2 separate regions of the Mus musculus genome follow, and region 1 is linked to region 2. Evidence: chromatin contacts called from public Hi-C data. All regions are on one chromosome and are shown on one strand. The core of a region is the stretch at or near the end of the contact, and the rest is flanking DNA. Distances in the headings are between cores, read along the strand shown. Region 1 has its middle 36 kb from the start of 4930529N20Rik. Region 2 holds the start of Prpf4b (pre-mRNA processing factor 4B).

Evidence for each region. Hi-C and Micro-C count contacts between places; a contact is called where the count stands out from the background.
Region 1: a contact with region 2 is called in a Hi-C map of Th1 cells, with 7 times the contacts expected there. The contact joins the enhancer-like site here to the promoter of Prpf4b in region 2. A contact is called at or near these places in 1 of 39 promoter capture datasets (pre-B cells), 4 of 484 Hi-C or Micro-C datasets (CD4 T cells, CD8 T cells, Th1 cells and 1 more) and 1 of 115 datasets of contacts at active chromatin or transcription factors (memory CD8 T cells).

Annotation. Positions count from the first base shown.
Region 1 is chr13:35,130,214-35,132,913 of GRCm38.p6, forward strand. No RefSeq gene overlaps it. Among named protein-coding and RNA genes, the nearest start is that of 4930529N20Rik, 36 kb to the right of the region's middle. Within about 2 kb of position 1,413, at least 86 of the 459 cell types and tissues checked have an H3K27ac peak or open chromatin away from gene starts, as enhancers often do. A contact at or near this core is called in CD8 T cells, Th1 cells and memory CD8 T cells, where this site is marked.
Region 2 is chr13:34,874,227-34,876,926 of GRCm38.p6, forward strand. It overlaps Prpf4b (pre-mRNA processing factor 4B), which reads left to right and starts at 1,303. Exons shown (of 15, transcript NM_013830.3): 1 at 1,303-1,468. The coding sequence starts at 1,428. It overlaps Gm36839 (a long non-coding RNA gene), which reads right to left and starts at 1,014. Exons shown (of 2, transcript XR_382181.1): 1 at 943-1,014; 2 at 1-342.

The DNA.
Region 1 (2,700 bases), core at 163-2,662, 260 kb after region 2:
CCTTCTTTATTTGTGTCCTGATAGAGACTTCCAGGGTTCCCCCTGAAATCCTCTCCTTCTCTCTGGGTCAGAAAGTCTTGCCTATTCCTCTCCTGACTAGCTATAGGGTGAAAGGCATCTCACCATCATTGGTAGGCACTTGCCCTGGAAGCAAGGATATTCTGTGACAATTGAAAATGGCATCACTTGAGCAGTGCATGGTGGCACAAAACTTGAATCTCATAATTCAGGAAGCAGAGGCAGGGATCTTTAAATTCAAGGTGAGTCTGGACTACAGAACAAGTTCACGAACAGCTAGGGCTATGCAGAGAAACTCTGTCTCAAAAAACCAAAAATGAAGAAGGGAGAGGAGGAGGAGAAGTGGAAAGAAAGAAGGGAAGAGAGAGGATGGAAGAAAGGAAGAAAGAAAATGGGGAGAGGGAAGGGCAGGAAGAGAGAAGGGGATGAAAGAAGAGAAAGAGAAGAGAGAAGAGAGAGAGAAGAAAGGAGAGAGAGAGAGAGAGAGAGAGAGAGAGAGAGAGAGAGAGAGAGAGAGAGAGAGAGAGAGAACTACTACAAGATGATGTGAGATGTGTGAGATGGGTGGGGATGATGTAAATAAAAGTTCTTGGCACACACAAAAACGACACTTCCCTATTGTAAAGCATCAAAGGTGACAGGTTCCCTTTCTACTGAAAGGTACATTTATTTTCTAGCCCAATGCAACTTGGGCCTGTTTGTGATCCACAGAAGACCACAGCCACCCTTTCTTCCTGATTATACAGCTCTCTTTGCCATGTAGACACAGGGGGAGCTTGTAATTTGAATTCCTGTCCCCTCTGTTCACCTGACTGTACAGTGCAGAGGACAAGCCCTCTCTTGGTTTGTGGATTTAGCCTTGTTATGGACATAGCACCCGGACATGGGGATAGGGGTGTAATTGTCTCCTCTCCCCTGCCCACAAGGTCAAGATTTTGGGGTACAGTCATCCATATTGGCTTCTGCCCAAAACTGAAGCTTGTATCATCCACCCAGGCAAGGTCTTTTCCATGGAGAGTCCTCCACAGAGTCACTTGGGTTTAGGATGCCAAATGGATCCCTGGCACTTCTGGTTCTCTGTCATGTGGGTGCCACTTGTGCTCCTGGCTTCTGACTGGTTGTGATAGCAGCCCAGGGCTGGCATGCATTCTGGCTGTGCTGTTCCCTCTCAGCACCTCCTTCAATGTGGCAAGCTCCCCTTCCCTCCTTCATTCCACAACTGGTGAGCCTTGGATGTACATACAGCCTCTGGGGCTGAAGGTAGACTCAGAAATGACTAGTCAGATTGTGGAAGTGGGTCAGGCAGGTGGCTGGTAAGGTGTGTTCTGTGCAGAAGTGGCAGATCAGGAGCCTGCCAAGATTTCTCAGTTCCCCTTTCGATTTCACTGCATCAGCAGCTGCAGCCTGTTCCCAGATACATGCTTGATGATTCTAGATGCCAGAATAAAGAAGCAGAGGAAGGGCGCTGTGAGTCAGGTCTGGAGAACAACACCACCTACCCACCCACCCACCCACCACCACCACCACCACCACCACACACAAACACACATCAGAATGACTCCCTCAAATCATTCTGAGAGGCAGTAATGTAGCACATAATGACACACATGAGTGGCGTTGATGCAGGAAGCGCGTGAGTCACACTGGGAGAGCGTGGAAAGGCTTCAGAGAAGGGGTGAATGTAATTTTACCTCGTGAGCAAGAGCCTGGAGCTTTTTTTTTTTTTTTTTGGTTAGAGGAAATGGGTGGGAGGGGCTTTGGTATCACTCACAATCTGCTTCAGCATCCTTCAGGGGCCATGCTCACTTAGCATCCTGAAGTAAAAATAACACATTTTGGCTGAGCAACTCCCAGAGGCCAGACAGCATTTGGGAGCCAGGAAAGGCATGTGGGAGAGTCCCGAAGAAGCCCTACAATTGGGCCAGTCAGTTTTCATGGTTCACCTCCTACCAGTTCTCCCTCCTCTACGTCTATTCCATCTTTGATAGCCCACGCCCTTTCAGCTCCTCGGTGTTCTTGCCCTACATAGAGTTTTCTCTCTGTGCCCTTACTCTTTCATGTTCTCATTTCCCAAAGAACAAAGTCTGGCCTGGTTTGCAAAGTCCCTGAGATTTGGCCTCCAGAGAGCTGAGCATGGTCTAAGCTATCTGCAGCATGTCTTTACCATCTCTTTCTTCCTTCTACCTTTCATTGAAATTCCCTCACCAGACACTTTTTTCCCCAAAAGTCCCCCTGCCATATATGCTCCCTTCCTCTATTTTCTAGAACCTCAATAGTAATCAATAATCCTATTGTATTTTCTTCCTTTTTTCCTAAGGCTATCTAGAATAACTAATATACTTGACACAAAGTACTATTAACGTCCCTTCACATCCTAAACTGGTTGGAGCTTTGGAGGTGATTGTTTCATAGCTTGTTATTACTCTATTTTCTTATGGGTCTACTTTGGGTAGTGACTATTACTGTTGATAGCATTCTACTTGCAAAGAACTATGGTAGGCCTGAACTCCTAACAGAGAGAAATAACATCTCAATTCTTTTTTTTTCCAATTTTTTAAAATCTATTTATTTTTTATTACATATTTTCCTCAATTACATTTCCAATGCTATACCAAAAGTCCCCCATAACCTCCCCCCCCACTTCCCTACCCACTCATTCCCATTTTTTTTGGCCCTGGCGTT
Region 2 (2,700 bases), core at 53-2,552:
CAAGGCGGACCTCTACTTGAGGGATCTTGGGGTACGCTCAGACGCAATCTTGGCAAGCCGCTGTGCTGACGTTGCCGCAGAGGAGAGGTCGGGGCTGAGATCGGGAGGCGGAGACCAGCTGAGCTGGAGCAGGGAACTGGGAGGGCCTCCCCATAGCTGCCCGCCGCAGTTCTAACGCCACAACCACCGCCCGCAGCTTTGAACACGCCCACGCTTTCTTCTGGCCACCAGCACGCATGCGTCTCTCCGGCTGGCCAAAAGACTTCCGGGAAGCTGGTTCCGCTGTGCAGAGCTCACTTCCGTCCTGATCCGCGGAAACTGCGGCTATGGGTCGGGCGGTTCCTTTACCAGGGCCCCGAAGAGGAAAAAAAAAAAAAAAAAAAAAAAAACCCAAGGAATTGTAATTGTCTGGTCTGTCACTTTGTAAACGTTTCCTGCACGAGTAAGCTAATGTTTCAATATCTGCTAACAGTAACAGCTTGGGATGCCTTTAGGCATCGATTTCGCTCTCCAATTCGTAATAGCGTGGAAATGAACTTGGGTGAAAAAGAAAATCTTCCATGGAAAAGTTTTCCAGCACCAGCTCCTTTAGAAGTGCTTTATTTATTTTATTTTTTATTTATTTATTTTTTGGTTTTTCGAGACAGGGTTTCTCTGTGTAGCCCTGGCTGTCCTGGAACTCACTCTGTAGACCAGGCTGGCCTCGAACTCAGATCCGCCTGCCTCTACCTCCCGAGTGCTGGGATTAAAGGCGTGCGCCACCACTGCCCGACAAGAGCATTTTTATTACATTTATTTTGTGTGTCCGGGCTTAGAAGTGCTTTATTTTACTCTGTGAAGAATGGTGTCTGTAAATCGGAAATCGGTCTTATTTCAGTATCACCATTATCTCCAACGTATTCCTCCCAGAAACAGAAAACTTAATTCCCATATAAAGCATACCATAAAGAACAGAAGGTCAAAAGGGGACCTGGCAGATATTCTGGCTGTTTAAATTAGGCCAGGTCTACGAGCTCTCCGCTAGCCAATCAGCAACAAGGAGAGACACAGCAGGTTTCACCCACTACTGGATCACATGGAGAATCAGCTCTCAGCAATGCACCCGACCCCTTTCTTTGCTGCTGTCTCCAGCAGGTCCCTACACTTACACACTTACACACTCACACTTACACACATAACCAGCGCTCTAAGTGAATCAGGCCTTCTTCTCCCCACGGCCCGCCCCCTAGCCCCGGAAGTTACGTTCCGCGCCCCGCCCCCGGACGCCGAGTTTTTCTATCCGGATTCTTAGCGCGGACTCCCGAGTGCCGCTTTTCTCTACGTGCTCCGCACATGCGCGGCTGCCTGTCCCTTCTTCCTCCGCTTCCACTGGCGTCCACGGTTCGCCGAGCCGCCGCCAGCATCGCGGAGGAGTCGGGAAGTTCAAGATGGCCGCCACGGAGCCCCCGTCCCTGCGGGAGCAAGCTGAGTAAGTGCACCGCGCGGGTGTGTCGGAGCTGGGCCTCCAGGCCGGCAATGCGGGGGACGGCGGCGGCGGCGACCTGCGCGACGGGCGGGAAAGTTCAGGCCTAACGGCGACAGCCAAACTTTGCCTTGCCGCGCGCCGTGGGTGGTGCGGCGGGAGGCGTGGGAGCGGCCTGGGCTTTGCTGCCGGTGGGGCCGCGGCTGTTGAGGTGCCGGCAGCGCGGCCTGCTGTCCGTCGTTGCCCCGGGAGGCGGCGGCACGAGCGGCCTCTACAGGTCCAGTTAGCGTGGTGGCTGCTGCTGCCCTGAGGTCGCGCCTTCCTGCACCTCCCTGGGGGACCGTGGAGCTCTCCGATCTCAACCCTCGGTGATCTCCTTCCCTAAAGAGACCCGAGGAATAGTGGCGGCCGGCAGGCTAAGCCCCGCTTTCCTAACGCATATGCTATCCTTGCGATCCTGCTGATGGTAAAAGCAGAGACGGGGGTGCTAGGGTCACACTTTTGACTGTCCCGGAAATTGTGCTAGCGAAGTCCTTTGCCCTTTACTCTTCCTTCCAACCACAACCCGGTATTTCTCTGTCCATTGGTAGCTTATTTCTAACTTTCAAACTTGAGGCAAAGTAAGGTAGACTACCTGGGTTTTGAGGCCTGGCAGTTTTTTGCCCTAGTTTGTTTTTGCCTTTAGGAAGGGACATGGGAGAAGTATTAGGAATCGTTGCTACTTCTAAATCATTCTAATCTGTGTTTTTAATTAAGCGACTATAGAAGTATTTGAAGCCAAGAGAACACATCCTTGAATAAGCAAAAGGACTAGCTGTTGCTTAAAGAAGAGCAGTGTTTTGTTTCCCACGTTTATGCGAGGAAAGCTTAACTTTAAAGAGAATACCACTGAAGACTGGGTGGCAACAGCAACCCCCCCCACCCCCCACCCCCCAGTTACATCTGCATTATCTATGTTTTCAGCCTGTTTAGGAAAGTGTTTGATACCGTTTCCAGCAACTTGTGACAGATAGCTTGGTTTCTTTGCTGAGAATCTAGTTTGGGGTTCCCCTGTCATTTACTTTACTCAGCTTGACAGAGAATTTGTTTTTATTAAGTATGCTTGAAAGTTGCATTGTGGTTGTGACAATTGGGCTTAGCAGAGAACAGATAGGATTTTAAGATAGCTTATTGTCCAAGTTCATGGTGTGGCAGTTACAGGATGTTAGTTTAGCTTGATGGGTGTCTTCGGCTGTTCA